2 separate regions of the Sus scrofa genome follow, and region 1 is linked to region 2. The links are chromatin contacts, called in public HiChIP or PLAC-seq maps. All regions are on one chromosome and are shown on one strand. Each heading gives the region's core, a stretch centred on a gene start, on an enhancer-like site or on the middle of the called end of the contact. The rest is flanking DNA. Distances are from core to core; before and after follow the strand shown. Region 1 overlaps USP8 (ubiquitin carboxyl-terminal hydrolase 8). Region 2 overlaps TRPM7 (transient receptor potential cation channel subfamily M member 7).

What was found. HiChIP or PLAC-seq counts read pairs in DNA pulled down with a chosen protein or histone mark.
Region 1: a contact with region 2 is called in an H3K27ac HiChIP or PLAC-seq map of alveolar macrophages. The contact joins two enhancer-like sites. A contact is called at or near these places in 1 of 47 Hi-C or Micro-C datasets (embryonic fibroblasts) and 1 of 2 datasets of contacts at active chromatin or transcription factors (alveolar macrophages).

What each region holds. Positions count from the first base shown.
Region 1 is chr1:121,307,113-121,311,038 of Sscrofa11.1, reverse strand. USP8 (ubiquitin carboxyl-terminal hydrolase 8) reads left to right here. Exons shown (of 21, transcript XM_021095635.1): 19 at 1,564-1,696; 20 at 1,864-2,055. The coding sequence ends at 2,049. Among named protein-coding and RNA genes, the nearest start is that of USP50, 36 kb to the right of the region's middle. Within about 2 kb of position 2,043, at least 1 of the 83 cell types and tissues checked has an H3K27ac peak or open chromatin away from gene starts, as enhancers often do. A contact at or near this core is called in alveolar macrophages, where this site is marked.
Region 2 is chr1:121,157,450-121,161,425 of Sscrofa11.1, reverse strand. It overlaps TRPM7 (transient receptor potential cation channel subfamily M member 7), which reads right to left. Exons shown (of 39, transcript XM_021095614.1): 2 at 594-673. Among named protein-coding and RNA genes, the nearest start is that of TRPM7, 13 kb to the right of the region's middle. Within about 2 kb of position 2,000, at least 5 of the 83 cell types and tissues checked have an H3K27ac peak or open chromatin away from gene starts, as enhancers often do. A contact at or near this core is called in alveolar macrophages, where this site is marked.

The DNA.
Region 1 (3,926 bases), core at 794-3,293, 150 kb before region 2:
CATCACTTGTCTTCTTCTTGAGGATCATGGAGGTATAAATGATTACACATTTGTTCTGCTAAAAAAAATTTTATAGCCGCACCCATGGCAAATGGAAGTTCCTGGGCCAGGGGTTGAATCTGAACCACAGCTGTGACAACACAGGATCCTTTATTAACCCACTGTGCTGGACAGGGGGTGGGACCTACAACTCTGTAGGGACTGGGGCCACTGCAGTCGGGTTCTTAACCCACTGAACCAATGGCGGGAACTCCTGTTCTGTTAAAATTTTTAATGCTGTTTGTTATTCATGGAGAATATCTAAAAATATAAATTCAATTCAGAATTCAATTGTTTTGCTTTTAGGTTTGTTTACTCTCTTTTTTCCACCTGGTATTTTTTCCTTTCCCTTTTGTAGCTGTGCCCTCAGCATGTGGAAGTTCCTGGGCCAGGGATTGAACCCGAGCCACAGCAGTGATGGCATCGTATCCTTTAATTGCTAGGCCACCTGGGAACTCCCCAGGATTCATTTAAAAAAAAAAAAAAAACTGTGTTCCTGCTGTGTCATAGCAGGATTGGCAGCATCTCCGCAGCACCAGCTCTCAGGTTCAATCCCAGCCTGGCACAGTGAGTTAAAGGATGAGGCATTACTGTAGCTGACCTGGGGTGTAGGTCTCAGTTGTGGCTCAGATCTGATCCCTGGCCCGGGAACTCCATATTACCGTGGGGTGCCAAAAGAGAAAAACATAATAATTCTGAAATAACCATATTACACCAACCAAAATACCAGTTTTTGATGTTTAAAGAAGCAGAGTATGCCAGGGTAATGGAATGCCATTATTTCAATCACTGTTCTAAGTGCCCACGATTTCCAGCTCCAATTTCCCCAAAAGTACAAGTTGAAATTTGGAGCAACGCTCCTCTGTTGATCCCCTGTACTTTTGCAGTGATTAGTGTTAGAAGTGGGGGGTTTTCATAACTTGATGTCTGTAGAAGACTCAACTAATAGCTCTTGCTGGCCTAGGGATTATGGGACCTAGGTGTGGCCCTACTTCTACCACTCCAGCTATTTGACCTGCGACAAGACCATTTAATATCTGTGCACTTCAGTTTCTTCATTTGTAAGCCGGAAATGAAACTAAGTATCTTTTCTTTTTTCCTTTTTTTTTTTTTTTTTTTTGTCTTTTTGTCTTTTTAGGGCCACATCTGTGGCATATAGAGGTTCCTAGTCTAGGGGTTGAATTGGAGCTGTAGCCGCTGGCCTATGCCAGAGGCACAGCAATGCTGGATCCAAGCCACGTCTGTGACCTATACCACAGCTCCCAGCAACACTGGATCTTTAACCCACTGAGTGAGGCCAGGGATCGAACCCGCAACCTCATGGTTCTTAGTCGGATTCGTTTCTACTGGGCCACAATGGGAACTCCAAAACCAAGTGTCTTTAACAGGTCCTTCCATTATCAAAATTCTGAGTATGTATTTGAAATAGATCTTATCCTGTCTAAAAATCTAGATGTTAATTAATTAATTAGGGTTCATTCTGATGTTTTTGGTTTGTAATTGCTGTAATGTTTTGCTCTGCAGTTTTTCCTATGATGGTAGGTGGAAGCAAAAATTACAGACATCTGTGGACTTCCCGTTAGAAAATCTTGACTTGGCACAGTATGTTATTGGTCCAAAGAACAATTTAAAGAAATACAATTTATTTTCTGTTTCGGTAAGTATCTCTTTGAACTAAATACTTTTTCTTTTGAAACAAACTAAAAAAGAAAGTTTCAAGCAGTTGCTTACCTCATAGGAAAGTAAGAATAACAAAAGGCTTTGAAATTATTGACATATTTTAAATAATTCAACTTAAATGGGTTTTCTACCTTTTTGGCACAGAATCACTATGGTGGACTGGATGGAGGTCACTACACTGCCTATTGTAAAAATGCAGCAAGACAGCGATGGTTTAAATTTGATGATCACGAAGTTTCTGATATCTCCATTTCTTCTGTGAAATCTTCAGCAGCTTATATCCTCTTTTATACGTCATTGGGACCACGAGTAACTGATGTTGCCACATAAGGAGAAGTAGGTTATAAGCTAGTTATCTTTTAACAGGCTGAGCAATACAGCCCTTGAAATGCTTATAAAGATACCGGATCGCTATGGCTGGCCATGTAAGGGAATTCTAGGACAGTGAGAGCTGTGTTACTATCACCATATATTTTAGGTCAGTGCTATTAATCAAAAATCTGACCAGTAAAATTTAACAAGTATTGCAGTAAGCATTCCTGACAGGTACCATTTATTTCAAAAAAACTTTTTAAGTTTGCTCTAGAGTTAAAATAATTAACTAGCTAAGCATTATTATTCTGCTGGTCTAAAAACCATTGTATCCTTTATTTTCCGTTTCACTGTTATGGCCTTTTCACATTTCCAAATCTCAGCTTGATCTATGAATACTCTAGAATGATGTAAAGCAGATAGGAATGTATGTGTATATATTTATTGCACACTTGCACATCAAATCGATGTACATAGTATAATATGTGGTCCTTTTGTGAAGCCTAGATCTCAGAGGATTGCTTTTTTTTTCTTCCTTTTGGCCTATCCTGAGTAACTGCAGTGCTTTCTTAGGGAAATGACAGGGCAAAGCTCTTTTTCTGTTGGCTTTGGGCTGTATTTGTGCACTAAACCTTTATTCTAAAAAAATAAATGGAAACTTTTCTTTAATTTTTTAAAATGAGAATTTTCATTTACACCTACATTAAAATCTTAATGAGAAAAATAATTTAAAATCCTGTAAGTGTTCTGTCTTTAATTTTATATTATCACACATAGGACAGAATAACTAAAGATTTTATACACACATACACACACTTTATCCCACTACAGTGACTTAGAATTTAGTTCGCTTACTCTGTTACATCAGTTGATTCCACTCTTCCTTCATCTTGACCCCGAACTACATATAACACTTACGAGTCTCAGGATTGGGAGTCAGATATAATAAAACCAGACTTATTCTATCAAGAGTGTAGAATTCTTTGGATTAAGATTTTAAAAAAAAGAGTCAGGCATGACTGCAAAACTGCATTATAAACCACATCTTTATAAAGTGATGCATTTGGAGTTCCCGTTGTGGCACAGGGCAAACTAATCTGATTAGTATCCACGAGAACATGGGTTCAATCCCTGGCCTCACTCAGTGGGTTAAGGATCTGGTGTTGCCGAGAGCTGTGATGTAGCTCACAGACATGGCTCGGATCTCAAGTTGCTGTGGCTGCGGTGTAGGCTGGTGGCTGTAGCTCTGATTCGACCTCTAGCCTGGGAACTTCCATATGCCATGGGTGCAGCCCTAAAAAGTGGAAAAAAAAAAAAAGTGATTTATTAATAGGAACAGAGGAGCTTAGAATTTCACTTACCTCAGGGACTCAGTTGTTACAGATAAAATCAATATAAACACTCCATATAAAAACAAAATTCTAAAGGTGCTTCTAAAAGATGTCACCACTAGTGGACTCCCAGGAAGAAGATGAAAGGATAGGTTTTGAATTGTGAAACTGACGACTTCATGTACCACAAGTAGTCTGAGATTAAAGCTTCTTGGCTAAATTATCTGATCAAATTAAATATTTTCAGCTCACATTCTAAGCTCACAGAGCCATTCGAACAAAAGTTATTTCGGTTTAGCTCTGTGAAATATCTTCGGAAAATAACTCTTTGGATATAAATAATTATGAGACAGTTTATGGTAAAAAATAAATAAATACCCTAATAAACACTGCACTTTGAAGCCTGAACACAATATGTAGTCTAAGTGCTTTGAAGGCTCCCAGCCCATTGGCATTGCATCATTCTTATGCTGCCTTTTTTTGGTGGTCCAGGACCCATCTTTGTTATAGACTTATAAAAGTTTGCATAATATGCCAGAAAGACTTAAATGTGATGCAGGTAAG
Region 2 (3,976 bases), core at 751-3,250:
CATTAAACAGGTAAACTTTCTTAAGGTCTCAATATCAGTCCATCTTTTTTTTTTTTTTTAAGGGCCGCACCCGCGGCATATGGAGGTTCCCAGGCTAGGGGTCTAACTGGAGCTGGTGCTGCCAGCCTACACCAGAGCCACAGCAACACCAGATCCAAGCTGCATCTGCAACCTACACCACAGCTCACAGCAACACCAGATCCTTAATCCAGTGAGAGAGGCCAGGGATCGAACCCGCAACCTCATGGTTCCTAGTCGGATTCGTTTCCTTTGCACCATGACGAAAACTCCAGTCCATCAATTTTTTAAAAAGAGCCTTAACTGTTCTACCTTTTATAATACACTAGTACAATGTGGGAGAGATAAGGGATGGTACAACACTGAAGAAGAGATTTTATGTTGTGAAATGTCATTAAAAACTCCATAATGCTGATATCTTGCTAATGATAGCCCCTTCTTCTAATCCTAAAAGAATTAATAACAGTAAGTATAAAAAGAGTAATTGCAAAAATAATTTATTTTAATAAACAAACACCGATATAATTTTCATCTAAATTTCTAGAAGAACCTAAATGAAAGAAAAGTATCCTTACCTGTGAGGGTCTTTGGAACTCGGTATAATATACACACATTCCCTCTTGGTCAAAGTGCTTTCTATCCAGGATTTCTGGGACTAAAATAAAGTTTAAAAAGACAGTTTACAAATTAACTCACTAATATTACAAGGAGAATTTAATGATAAGTACATCAAAATAATTTAATATTTTAATTCACTAAATATTTACTATATACATTTTTACTGATGACAGCATACCTAAAATATTAAATTCATTCCATTTAAATGTAGTTGAGATTAACATTACTAAATCAGCAGTGCTATGCAGATACTTTTGCTTCAAATAACCAGACAGAAGGGAAATCAAGTTTGAGATTCCTACTGTGAGCCAAAAACTTCAAGAGGGGCTGATATGATCCTGGTAAGTGGATCATTTAAAAACCAATTAAAAGTGATTGTCAAAGTGGTGCGTTAGCTATAATTTTCAAGCAATTAAAGGGGAGAAGGAGTATCAGCATAATCTTTCATTACAAGTTTTACCTTTAGGAAATCTTAAAAGTTCTTACTGATCCCTATTACTCAAGATAATGACAATACCTTATATTTTTGTAAGATTTTATAATTTAGAAAACATTTCTATGCATAGAATTTCTTTTTGCTGTCAGAATCTTTTTTGACCAGTTGCTGAACAACATGGTACATTTCTAGGATAAGTAGGGCTTTATACATAGAAATGAAGCAGAGACAATTGTAACAAAGGTCAAGTTAAAGAAAACGATTAATAATAACATCAAGACCCTTGTGTTCATTAGCCTTTCAACAAGATCCATAGTATTCTTAAAATTTGGGGGAAGAGATAAAAGCATTAGCCTCCACTGAGAAATTTGAAAAGATGTTAAAACACTTCCATGAGACATTGGCCTTGTCTTTTCCAAGCTGTTAGAGTCCATTTAAATTCACTGTCTTATATTAATAAGAAAATATTGGGATGCATAACTTTTTAATAATAATTTTTATTTTTTCCATTATAGCTGGTTTACAGTGTTGTCAATTATCTACCATACAGCAAGATGACCCAGTTACACACAAATGCATACATTCTTTTTTCTCACATTATCATGCTCCATCATAAGTGACTAGATATAGTTCCCAGTGCTATACAGCAGGATCTCACTGCTTATCCATTTGGATTGTATAACTTTTAATACGTTTTACATAATTTTTTCTATACAGTAAGTGGGCAGAGCCTGTTAACCTAAGTCATAATTGTCACAAAAAATATTTACTCCAAGTTTTCACTAGTCTGTTCCTTGTTTCATATAGTGTTTTTGGTAAAAATTTTTTAAAAAAAAGGCAGAAGTTCCCACTGTGGCCCAGCAGTAATGAACCCGACTACTATCCATGAGGACACCAAATCCTTAACCCACTGAGTGAGGCCAGTAGTCAAACCCACATCCTAGTGAATATTCGTTGGGTTCTTAATCTGCTGAGTCACAACAGGAACTCCCACCTACTTTCCATTTCAATGAGAAAATTGAAGCAACAAGAAGAAAACTTCTATAAACTTCTACCATATCTGTCCATCAATGAGTATTTATACCCACCCATTCTGCCTTCCTTCCTATGACTGTGCTCCTATTTAAGTCTAGCCATACCTCCTGTGCCCTAGACTTCATATCCTTACTAACTCTCTATCAAGTCTCCCTTTTTTTCCTTATTAACTCATTTCCATCTGCATGCAACATGCTATATATTATACTCCCCATTTTAAACACAACAAATCTTTGCTTGACTCAACTTGTCCCTCAAGCTAACACACCATGTTTCTGCCTCCATCTACAGTAAAGATCACTGGAAAGTGTTTCCCTCTTCTACACTTTCTAAAACTCATTCCAGTTTGGCTTTCAAGGAAACCACTCTCCTGAAATTAGCTCTGAAGACATCACCAATGACTTTCTCTAAATCCAAAGATCAAACTTTCAGGACTCATCTTCTTTTTTAGGCTTTTATTTTTTTTCTATTATAGTTGATTTACATTGTTCGGTCAATTTCTGCTGTACAGCAAAGTGACCCAGTCATACATACATACATATTACACATTCTTTTTCTTACATTGTCCTCCATCATGTTCCATCATTAGTGACTAGACATAGTTCCCTGTGCTATATACAGTAGAGGACCATCTTCATTGATATATCAGCAGCATTTAACAAAATCAATCATTCTCATCTTAAAACTTTTTCATCAGCTTTTCTGGCTACTCCTTTTATCTCTTTTAGTTTTTCCTCCTCTCCCTAATCTTTGGCTACTCCTTTTATCCCTTCACTGGCTACTCCTTTTATCTCTTTTAGTTTTTCCTCCTCTCCCTAATCTTTGGACTTCTTTTCTCCAATTAAATTCACTCTTTTAGTGCTCACACCCAGTTTACCATCAATACACTGGATGACTCTATATATTTCCATGTCAAACCTTTCCCTGAACTCCAAGCTCACACATATCCAACTGCCTACTCAACAGCTTCATTTTGATGTCTAATAGGCATCTCAAACTTAACCTGGACAAAACTGAGCTCATCTTTCTCAGTCTTCCCCAGCTCAGTAAATATTAAGTCTATTTTCTAGTTGTATTTTTTTAAGGCAAAAAATCTTAGTGTTATTTTTGATTTCCTCTTTTAATATACTTCATATATAATCCCATGACAAAACCTGTCAGCTTGCCTCCAAAACACATCTAGAATCCACTCGCTTCTCACACTTCCACTGCTACTACCCTGATTCAAGCCATCATCACCTCTTGCCTGGTTTACTCCAGAAATCGGTCATGCCACCCTTGCAAACTTGCAGTTTATTCCTCAAGAGACGAAGTAATTCTTTTAAAATATGTCATTATATTTACTCAAAAGAGTTTTATAAAAGCCAAAGTCCTTACAGTAACTTCTAAGGTTCTACTGCTCTGCACCTCTGCATCTGCTTCACTACTTTCATTCTATCACCTCCTTCAGGTCTTTGAGCCAAAGTTACCTCCTGAATGAGGCTTACGCTATTTAATAACGCAATCTCCACACACACCCCTTACACAATTATAGAGCAATGGAACCATTCCCAGGATCACACTGAGAGCACTGTCCTAAGAACCAAAAGATCTGGCCATGTCAGTTAGACTGCTGGTATATTATTGCTTTCCTGGCCTCTTCTCCCATGCCACCACCATAGTACACTAAAGGTAGGCAAAGCATCTGAACCAAAGACATTTATTCACATGACTGCTGCTTACAACTTGGGAAAAAAAAAAAAAAAAAACATTTGGCAGGCACTGACACATAATGATGTGAGGTTGAATTTGTACCAAAACTAACTTAAACTGCTTTAAACTCATGAAATTTTCATTATGCTACTATTTAAAAATGCAGGATTTTGGAGT